3 separate regions of the Mus musculus genome follow, and regions 2 and 3 are each linked to region 1. Evidence: chromatin contacts called from public HiChIP or PLAC-seq data. All regions are on one chromosome and are shown on one strand. The core of a region is the stretch at or near the end of the contact, and the rest is flanking DNA. Distances in the headings are between cores, read along the strand shown.

Region 1 (3,372 bases), core at 480-2,979:
ATTGCTGACTACCTTTGGCGGCAGCCCCTGTAGGTATCTGGATCTACCACTGTCAAGAGCCCTAAGCACTGACCCACAATAGCTGCCTGCCTTAGTTTACTCTTTAGTACCAAAAATCAAATACTCAACATGATATAACTTTAACTTTTAAAAATTAGTTATTTAATTTTATATAATTTTATGTTTACAGTTGTCATAATAGCATATGTCTGTATTACTCCTTAAACTTTTTCCCCAAGCCTACAGAGACTCCATAAATAATAATGTAAGGACCACTTTCTACAAAAGGGACAGTACTGTGTATTTTGAATAAAGGAAGATCTGGCAGTGAGTACATCAACCTCCTTCTCACATCATGTATCTTCTTGTATCCACTTCATAAAGCCTTTACATCGTGAGCTGGTCATTAATACTTGGAGAACTCATCATAAAAGCTGCTTCGGTTATAAAGTACTTTGACTATAATCTATCTGGTACTCTAGGTGACTGATAGATAGTAATTCTCATAACTCTGAAAGCAGGAACTATTTTTATTCTATTACGGACAGAACTGAGTCAACAGGCCATATTAGAGCAGCAGTTAGGCTCTAACACACCCAGAGGCACGTGGCTATGACTGACATCTTCCCAGCATCAGATGTTTCAGGAGCCAAACTTCAACAGAACTGCTCATCACACACACACACACACACACACTTCCCATCTACCATATTGTGTTAGTATGAAGTTAAATGTGTTGCAAAGATAAGTTAAAAGCTACAAAGGGCAGCTCTATGGTTTAATCTAAGGGAATGTACAGAAAACATGGCTAAGCTCAACTCCAGAGCTACTTTTCCAAGGAAAGGCATTTGACAGATGCCCTGAGGTAACGACCTTCCATACTAGGGGCTTTGTATACTTTACCTCTCACTCTCTCCTTCACATCCGTCACTATACACCTCCATGTCTTAACATTCCTCCCCAAGAAATGTTCATATCCAGTAAAATAACCATCACTAATAATCTTGTCACCTTACCAATCCCTCCTGTCCACATTCCAGCCTTGTCAAAGGCCTCGAACTCACTACTACTCCAGAGTCACGGAAACTGAGAGTCCCTCATGGACTACCAAGAGCCTCTCTCCCGACTCAACTCCTCAATGACCACTAAAACTTAGAACTATCCTGAAAATCCACTGGAACAAAGTTGATTTCACAAAACACACAACATATGGCTTCAGGACCTCCATCTGTTACATCTGTGATAAAAACTGTCTTCCCACTTTAGACACTTCTAGGAAGCTGAAATCATATATTTGTTAAAGATATATCTCATTTTGGAGGTGTCAACTTCAAAAGTGTCTTACTGAAAATACCTATCACCAATGAATTTATAGCAATGAATCCTACAAAAACAAGAGGAACAAAGAATTAACCAACTATTTTACTACTCAGGAATGTCTTCAATGAAAATAAAATCTTACATAGCTTTGCTAGTATTAGTGAGAAACACTGGTTATATGACTTATGGCTGACTAGCTCACCACCTCAATGCCATTTAAAAATAAGGAATGTAAATGCACAAGTAAGTTAGAAAATATAAAAGAGAAAAGAAATACCTCAAGTTCCACCAGAGCAGCAGCCACTGCATCTGTAGCAAGAGCACCAGCCTGTAGCTTCTCAATTGCCTGTGAAACCAAGAGGAGACAGTATTCACCGAAAACCAGCTTCTCAAACAAACCATAAACTCGGCAAAGGTGTAAAACATGTGCGACGCTCCGAGTTCATAGAAATCGGCCAGCATTTCCACCGCACACTGACACCGTGGCAGGAAGCTGTGGTTATGTGGGGCTTCACACCTGGCCATATGTGACCTGAGGCCGGCAAGTCGGACACAGGTGCCTTAAGGTACAAATTTCACAGACTTAAGAAGAGTAATGTTTATTACTCAGACTAATTATCACTCTTAATCTTACCCAAATTAAGACCACTAAAAGTTAGCCACCAAATTCTAGGTACAAGGAATATAGTAAGTGAAAGTGCTTCACTCTCCACAGAGCATTCAAAATGTTATGATCTGACCTGCCCCATGTACCACCAGCATAGCTGTAGCCATTATGTTCCATGCCTGTCAGCTATTTCATAGTTACTGTAATATGTCTGCTAATCATTGACACAGAAAAATGACTTGACTCAGAGCAAGGTTACGGTAACCACATCCTGTTATGTTCTGTATGTTCTGAAGTTTGTTAATCTTAAGAAATTTTACAAAGGTTCACATTGGACCCAACAAATTAAAGATCAATATGAACAGTCATTTCTAAATGGCTTGAGTCAGAGCTGACCACCAGGCAGCACTTCCCTCAGTATTAGGGTGTGTATTCAACAAACCATCCCTATCTGACTGAGATTGGTGTTCGTATGGTTTGTGGAGGGAACCCTAGACCACAACATTTGGTGCACTGGCCTGGAAACTCCCTACCCTCAAGCACCCCTCAGTTACTGACAGTGAACACTCCTAAGCCATCTGAGTCCTCCAGAAGTAAGATTTTTTTCTGAACCTGCACAGTTCTTTTTCCTTTTTCTTTTTCTTTTTCCTTTTGTTGTTGTTGTTGTTTGTTTGTTTGTTTAGTCTTGCTTATGGTTCATTCTGGAGAGACCCAAGATATAAAAACTAGACCTAGTTTCCTTTGATCTGAAGGGCAGAGGATGCTTCAACTCTTCTTGACTAGGTTGTTGGAATACAACAAGAGCGCACTATATTAAAACTCGGTTTTGTTTGTTTTCTGTCTTCCACTTTTGTCTTGTTTTTTGGTGCCTCTCACCTCTATCTTTAACTCCTTTACTATGGGATACCCAGGTCCCTTTGGCAGACTATCTGGGTCCCTTCTCACTCTCCCCAACTCTATTGATTGTCCCTGGCATGTGGATCTGTCCATGTCTGTCAGTTTGTGTTTGTAATTTTGTGTAGTTACTTGGATATTGCTCTATGTTTCATATTCAAAGGAAAAATGGTTAAAACTTCACCTGCTGGCCATTTTCCCCTTGACCTAGCTTTAACTCATTTCAAGGATTTTTAGGGAAAAAAGCAGCCTGAATTGGGACAACAGAAACTGATAAACTGTCCTTGGAGCCCTGCGCCTGCAACTGGGAGTCTAGCACTGCTGGAAAAATCTGTAACATCCTTAACAAAAGTTAGCGTAAAACTGGTAACTCAGGGTGGGAGCCATGCTGGACAACAACACATAGCATGAGCTAACCAAGGTCTCTAAAGATACTTTTAAATTGGTATGGTATTTTTCTGAAGTTCCTGACCTTAAAAACAACTTATAAGAGAGAAGATTTAAAACAATGGGGCTGGCGGGTAAGAGCAATGACTGCTCTTCTGAAGGTC
Region 2 (3,372 bases), core at 621-3,120, 200 kb before region 1:
CATATAATGATAGGGCCACATTAACTTTCAAAATATAACCTGGAACAATATGTATGTTTATAGAATAACAACTCATTTAAACACAAGTTAAGCTTCTCTTCTATGTTTTCTACTCTGCTACTTGGGCAACATAAATTTGGTTCATTGAAACTGTTCTCCAGGCTAAACAAACTTTATATCCTTAATGAAGTCACATTTTAAAAATAATAACAACAGTAATAAAGTACTGTTGGTGTGGGGAGGATGAGGTGAGCCACAGCACACATATGGAGGGAGGTCAGAGGGCAACTTTTGTACTCATCCTGCTTATCCACCCTAACGTGGCTCTGGGGATTGAATTCAGGGTGCCAGTCTTGTGTGACAAGTACCTTTACCTGTTGATTCATGTCTCCAGGCCCTGAATAGTCAATACATACATACTTGACCCAGTAACAGTCACTCTCTGTATTCTTTTGCTGGCAAAACCATGATAGACATTTTAAAAGCACCTACTGAAAGAAGGGTGTGGGGAAGTTGTGTCTGGTTAGCTTTTGTTAACATGCCTCTATTGTGGTCTTCGTTTTTCCCCTTGTCTCTTAATGAGTTGAATCAAGAGACACTACCACCCCTATTGGTTTCCCAGAAGTTCTGCCCATTTCTTTCAAGGATACGTGACTTGTGAGTAAGTATTTTCTAAGCATTCTTTATGTGCAGCATTAAACCTCAGAATGTAGTTAACTAAAAATAGTTTAGACATCAGACCTCATCATGAAAGCAGATGTACACTACTAGATGACAGCTGCATATTGACCTTTTTAATGCAATCTAAAATGGTGTGTAGATCTTAGAGAATAAGAAGCCAGGATCTGCAGGTTGAAAGATGAAGGTATTTACTTGTTGACTCAGAACCTGTTTGAGGACAGATACCAAACAATGTAAAGTAAGAACTGGGTGATGATCCCTACAGCACTTAGATTTTTCTTCTTCTTATTTTATTTTGTCTGCATGTATGTTTATGTACCATGTGCATGTCTGATGCCCATGGAAGCCAGAAGAGGGCATTGGATCACCTAGGAACAGAGGTTTAGATTGCTGTGAGCTGCGATGTGTATGCCGGGAACTGAACTCGGGTGCTCAGGAGGAACAACCAGTGTTCTTAACCACTGAGCAATTCCTCCAGCCCCAGGACCCAGGGTTTTAACACCTTATGATACTAACTTCATTTAGATTTTATTTGTCTTATTAATGAATAAAAATCCTATCATTTCCTTAAATTAAAAGCAAAATAATAATAATATAATAATTAATATAATAATAATTATATAATAATAAAAGTAGGCTGCAGTGGCCAGAAGATATTATTGCTAAGCTCAATCTAACAAGTCAGAAACACTAACAAAATGAGGCATGAATGCCATAGGTTTGCCATTTTGCTGCATGTCCTCCCTACCTCATTTTCCACATGCAAAGTATCCACAGCATAAAAGACGCATGGGCATATGTAGATGAAACACAGAGACAGCGTCATGGCCAATGTCATTATTAGCCATTGTCAGTCACTGACACAGGGCTTCAGAGAGGGCAAAACGTTCTATTGTTCTCCTGTATAAAATCCTGTCCACAGAATCTTAAAATAAGATGAAAATGCTGCCCGATGAGAACAGAGTGTGGCCCCAGCCCCACGGCTGCTCTGGTTTCTTCTGTGACCATGCCTGCTGACATTACACTTTAGTCAGAGGCAACATCACACAGGAATTCCCCCGTGTTTTCACTTGAAAATCCTGCGAGGTGGCCCACAAAATGTGGCAACCTCTCCAGTAAACTCCTTCTATGCCAGTCACATGGAGATTCATCATGAATACTCCTTTGTTACTGGTGATAAAAACTCTCTACCATTTACCAAATATTTACTCTGTACTCTTAATAGGGGGCAGAGGAATGAAACACACACAGGCCTTACTCTAGGGCAATTTATCTTTATAGGATGTAGAAACCAGTCCCTTGGGAAATCTTACTAGAAATAAGAGATCCCTATAATTACATAATATTGTAGTGTCCAGGGTGCTTCTGAATCAATGAAATCTTAAAATACTACTACCGGCAGTAAGATGTATGCAACACCTTTTTTTTTCCCCAAGGGGAAAAAAATAGAGAAATGAACAAGACAGAATGGAACTGTGGTTTGCTTATGGTCAGAGAGGAAGTGGAAAAACTGAGTCATGAGTGAGTGTGTCTGAACTCCAAATTTAGGCCTTTTTACCCCTGAAATGCCCTAGCCCAAAGGGTTCTAAATCTAGCTCTGTTAGAGGCACACCTTTCACTGAATTGGCATATGCTCAAAAGCTTTACAATAGGACTTGCTTAGAAAAGCTACTGCCACAAATCTTAACTAAGTTAGAATGATTCTGAGACCCAGAGAACTAGGGATGAGTCACTGTTGGTAGGTTAGATAATGTCGAGTTACTAGTTCTCTGGGATTTAACATTCTTACAGGTTAAACAATTTTTTTAAACTGACTTAACAGTATTGAGGATCCTTTCTGAATCTGGCATACATTAGGATGTTCTTGTAAATGTTATTTAAAACAATTTTAAAATCCCATTTATCTAAACTACATGTTTTGTGTCAATGGAAACTCTTTGAACCCACTTTATAGATTTTTTTTTTTATTAGCCCCACTAAGAACTAACTACAATCCCAATAGGTTCTTAAAGTTTGTTTTCCTTCCTTGGGAAGGGACACTTTAAGAGTAATCTTAGGACCGACCACTACCTGCAGTGCATCATCGGTGTGTGGTCTACCCTGGAACGTAGCCTTGCACTGACACAGAGAAACAAAGCTGTTCCTGCCTCAGGCAGTGCAGACAGGAGTAGTCAGTGGGGACAGCAGACAGGCTATGTGGAGATGGACACTTCACGTCACACTGATGGTAGGGATGGAGGTCTTGAGATCTTTTACAGTCTTTATTCTAATTAATGTTTCTATTACATTTACATATTCAGTGTGTCTCTCTGTAATATGCATGTGTATGAGCACTCATGCGTGCATAAACACATGCTGTTGTGTGGATGTCGAGGTCAGAGGTAAGCTGCAGGAATGGTTCTCTCTTCTCACCATGTGGGACCTCGGAAACCAAACTGGGGCATAAAGCCTGGTGGACAGTGCTGAGCCATCTCACTGGCCCTTCATTCTGTTTTGTTTTGTTTTGTTTTGAAGACAGGGTTTGTCTATAACACCTGGCTGTCCTGGAACTCACTCTGTAGACCAGGTTGGCCTCGAACTCAGAAATCTGCCTGCCTCTGCCTCCCAAGTGCTGGGATTAAAATACACTTTATTCTTTTTTCCCCCAAATATTTAAAGAGGAACAAATTTTTAATGAATTTTAAAATTTGA
Region 3 (3,372 bases), core at 447-2,946, 130 kb after region 1:
CTTATTATGAGGCCAGATCTTAGATAGTTTCATAGGGAATTGGTGGTCAGTCTGGGTTACCTAGTGAGATTGTTTCAAGAAACCAAAGACAGATGCTGGGGAGAAGGCTGAATCAGCGAAGCGCTTGTAATACAAATACAACATGGATTTGATACTCCAGAACACACACACATAAAACAAACAAACAAACAAACAAACAAACCCTGAATGCCTGTAATCCCAGAGACAAGAGGACTCACTCCCTAATCATCCAACTTAGCTTACTTGAGGAGCTTCAGGTTCCAATGAGAGGTTCTGCTTAAAAAAAAAAAAAAAAGTGGAGAGCAATTGAGGAAGACACTAGCCATCACCTCTGGCTCCATATACAAGCACCCTTCCAAACATATGAGCACACACGTGCATGGGTATGTGGGCTGATGTAATCATCTACAGATGCAACAGACACAGGAAGACAAAAACAAAAGATTCTGAAATCTCAGCTGGTCTAATTGGGTTTTCATAGTCTTGTTTCATTCTCTTTGTTAATGTTTACTTCATAATTGCATAAGCTTTTGGTTTTACAAAGCTGTCTCTTAACTAATGAGGGGCATTTAAAAAAAAATCAAATCAGATTTACCTTAGTGTTATTTCTATAAATCCTAGTTTCTATCAAGACCCAAATTAGTCTCAAACTACAGTTAACAATTGTCACGTTCTTCTTAATAAATTTTTCCATGTGTATGGGTGTTAAGTATTCATGTGTGTCTGCATATCACTTCTGTGCCTCCTGCCCATGGACGCCTGAAGAGGTCTTCTGAGCCCCTGGAACTGGTTTTACTGACTGGACAATAGTCAGCCATCAAGTGGATGCTGGAAATTTAACCTAGGTCCACTGAAGACCAGCAGCCAGTGCACTTAACCACTGAGCAATCTATCCAGTCCCAAATGTCGCTTTTTTATAACATTTTATTCTCAAAGTGACTAAGGCCTAGATAGGCTATAAACACACAAAAACGCTCACAGAAGTTTGTATGCCTAATGTTCCTTTGTAAAGCGTCCCTGGTGGTTGGATTTCTCCAGATTTCAACTTTGCAAAAAAGTCAGAAGTTTCTGTATGAATAAAAGCTGACTGACCAAACAAGACAGTATTTACGCCCCTCACTCCTGCGACAGACTGTACGCCATCACAACAGGCTAGCCTAGCCTTGAACTGCAATCACTTCTGTCTCTCGGCCTCAATACTGGAATTACAGTGTTGCTTTACTTCAGAACCCTTTACATTCTAATAGAGAGAGAGAGAGAGAGAGAGATACTACAACACCTGGAACAGCTGTACGACACAGCTACCACCTCAACCAACTGCAGTGCGTGTGAATGTTGGAAATGGAAGCCCACGGCGAACATGGGATGTTCAGAGGAGCGAAAGCAACTGGACAGCACTTGAAACGCTTCCCGGTCTCCCTCAAGTCCACCCACCCTCTGGCCTGGGAGCTCCAGGTCAGCTCGTCCCGAACCATCTTCCCACCTCACAAACTTTCGGGGCAAGTTACTCGGCTGCGTTCTCTGTCTCTCTCGAGAAGCAGCTCTGAAGAGAACAATGAGGCCAGAAAGGGACCGGACTATAGGGGCTACTCACAAATCCCAAGGAGAGCCCGACGGGCGACCGCACAGTTTCCCACCACTCTTCTCAGATCCCAGTCTGAGTTCACATGGAGCGCACTCCCACAATCCTCCGCGAGACGCTCCGTCTTAACGGCACGCGAGCTGGGCCAAACTACTTCAACCTTCCGCCTTGGAACTGCGCTAGTCGTAGTCCCGTTGGCGCATGCGCCTAATAGAAACCATGCCCTGCTGTGGCGCCCGGGCTGAAGATGCTGCGAAAGGTCGTTCTTTTGCGCCTCTGCCCACTGCTTGGCCGGCCAGCGGTCTCTGCATCGAGCGGCAGTCGCAGGGAGGTCGCTTCTGGTGTCCCTCCTTCGGGCAGCACCTCGCCCAGAGCCCTAAACATCTTCGACAGGGAATTGAAGAGGAAGCAGAAGAATTGGGCCGCCCGGCAGCCCGACCCCATGAAATTTGACTACCTGAAGGAGGAGGTGAGACTGTGGGGCTGCGACGGAGGGAGGCGTGGAGCCGGGTAGGGCGGACCCACCCACCCGACTGTGTGACCTTGAGAAGCTTCACTCTCTAGAGCCTTTCTGATTTTCCGGGAAGCACGAGAGGCTCCGATAGCATGCGGGGCAATCATTCATTCGCTTTGCAAACACTGCTTGAGTTCCAGGGAAAAGCAAGATCATTTAGGAGTGAGTAGGAGACACATAGACAGGGAATGTAATTGCAGCAAAAGGAAGGTGAAGAAAAAGTGAGATAGCGGTATTGGTGACTGCGGTGGTCAAGAATGGCTGTTATGGCGAAAAGTGAGAGATTAGTTGAGCCGAGATGAGAGATGGGACGAGTCTCCTAGGAAAAGGAAAAGTGCAAAACTCCTAAGGCCAAAAGGACGTGTAGAGGCCTTCAATAAGTCCTTCCATTCTGTTCAAGAAAAGCTTGTAAGAGACTGAGTACAAGGTGTGGATAGTTGACTGCATCCCGGATGACGCCAGTCCGGGGAAGGGTGGTACTTACCATACGATTTCTTTTATGTTGTGTTTAGGAGATGGTCGTCTATACTTTTCCAGACTTGGTGTTTACTAATTTGCAAGCATTGGCTGTCTTAATTTATTATGTAATATATACCAGCCTGACCTCGAATTCATAGAAATCCACCTGCCTCAGCCTCCCGATGTTGATGTTGGGTTTGAGTTTCCGAGACAAGGGTCTTTTTAATATATCCTGGTTTGGAACTCATAGTCACCGTGTATTCCAGACTGGCCTCAGACTTGTGGTAATCCTGCTTACTCCTGAATCGAAGGACTATAGACATAAACTGCCACACCAAGGAGATCGTTAATTTTGATTTCATTAAATTTGCTTCTAAAGTAATTTGCTTCCGTTTGTTTTCAGGGTATTTTATTATTTCCATAATAAAAAAATAAAGTATTTGTAAAGGAAGTTGCTGTGGGACAATAGCAAATGGGATAGAAGGAAACACTTCTGTTTTGAAACATATGTTGAATCTTAGGAAAAAAAGTTACTTTTCTGTTAAGCCTGCTTGGTGTATTTAACCCATTGACTCTTGAAATTTTCCAGGTTGGAAGTCGGATTGCAGACCGTGTTTATGACATAGCCAGGTAGGAGATGCTATTTCAGTGAGATGCAGTCTCTCCTTCTCCCTGCTCCTTTCTCCCATGCTCCCCTCTCCCAGTCTGTCTCTCTGTCTTTTTCCCAAAACAGACAACTTGCTCTAACTCCTAAGCTATACCTTGAACTAGGCTTGGACAGCCCACCTTTCTTAGG

Evidence for each region. HiChIP or PLAC-seq counts read pairs in DNA pulled down with a chosen protein or histone mark.
Region 2: a contact with region 1 is called in a BATF HiChIP or PLAC-seq map of CD8 T cells, with 17 read pairs. The contact joins two enhancer-like sites. A contact is called at or near these places in 1 of 484 Hi-C or Micro-C datasets (Th1 cells), 1 of 115 datasets of contacts at active chromatin or transcription factors (CD8 T cells) and 1 of 9 other capture datasets (liver).
Region 3: a BATF HiChIP or PLAC-seq map of CD8 T cells shows a contact between it and region 1, with 7 read pairs. The contact joins the promoter of Esf1 here to the enhancer-like site in region 1. A contact is called at or near these places in 5 of 39 promoter capture datasets (the 3T3-L1 cell line, cranial neural crest, embryonic stem cells and 1 more), 1 of 15 datasets of contacts at CTCF or cohesin (the NIH/3T3 cell line), 33 of 484 Hi-C or Micro-C datasets (the AML12 cell line, the Ba/F3 cell line, the C2C12 cell line and 22 more), 5 of 115 datasets of contacts at active chromatin or transcription factors (CD8 T cells, bone marrow-derived macrophages, effector CD8 T cells and 2 more) and 3 of 9 other capture datasets (adipose tissue, liver and pancreatic islet).

Annotation. Positions count from the first base shown.
Region 1 is chr2:140,040,497-140,043,868 of GRCm38.p6, forward strand. It overlaps Tasp1 (taspase, threonine aspartase 1), which reads right to left. Exons shown (of 14, transcript NM_001159640.2): 4 at 1,598-1,666. Among named protein-coding and RNA genes, the nearest start is that of Tasp1, 25 kb to the right of the region's middle. Within about 2 kb of position 1,730, at least 48 of the 459 cell types and tissues checked have an H3K27ac peak or open chromatin away from gene starts, as enhancers often do. A contact at or near this core is called in CD8 T cells, Th1 cells, effector CD8 T cells and 3 more, where this site is marked.
Region 2 is chr2:139,839,376-139,842,747 of GRCm38.p6, forward strand. The region is part of intron 13 of Tasp1 (taspase, threonine aspartase 1); the gene reads right to left. Among named protein-coding and RNA genes, the nearest start is that of Ism1, 160 kb to the left of the region's middle. Within about 2 kb of position 1,871, at least 67 of the 459 cell types and tissues checked have an H3K27ac peak or open chromatin away from gene starts, as enhancers often do. A contact at or near this core is called in CD8 T cells and Th1 cells, where this site is marked.
Region 3 is chr2:140,168,862-140,172,233 of GRCm38.p6, forward strand. Esf1 (ESF1 nucleolar pre-rRNA processing protein homolog) reads right to left here and starts at 1,697. Exons shown (of 14, transcript NM_001081090.1): 1 at 1,616-1,697. It overlaps Ndufaf5 (NADH:ubiquinone oxidoreductase complex assembly factor 5), which reads left to right and starts at 1,785. Exons shown (of 11, transcript NM_027093.4): 1 at 1,785-2,072; 2 at 3,166-3,206. The coding sequence starts at 1,851.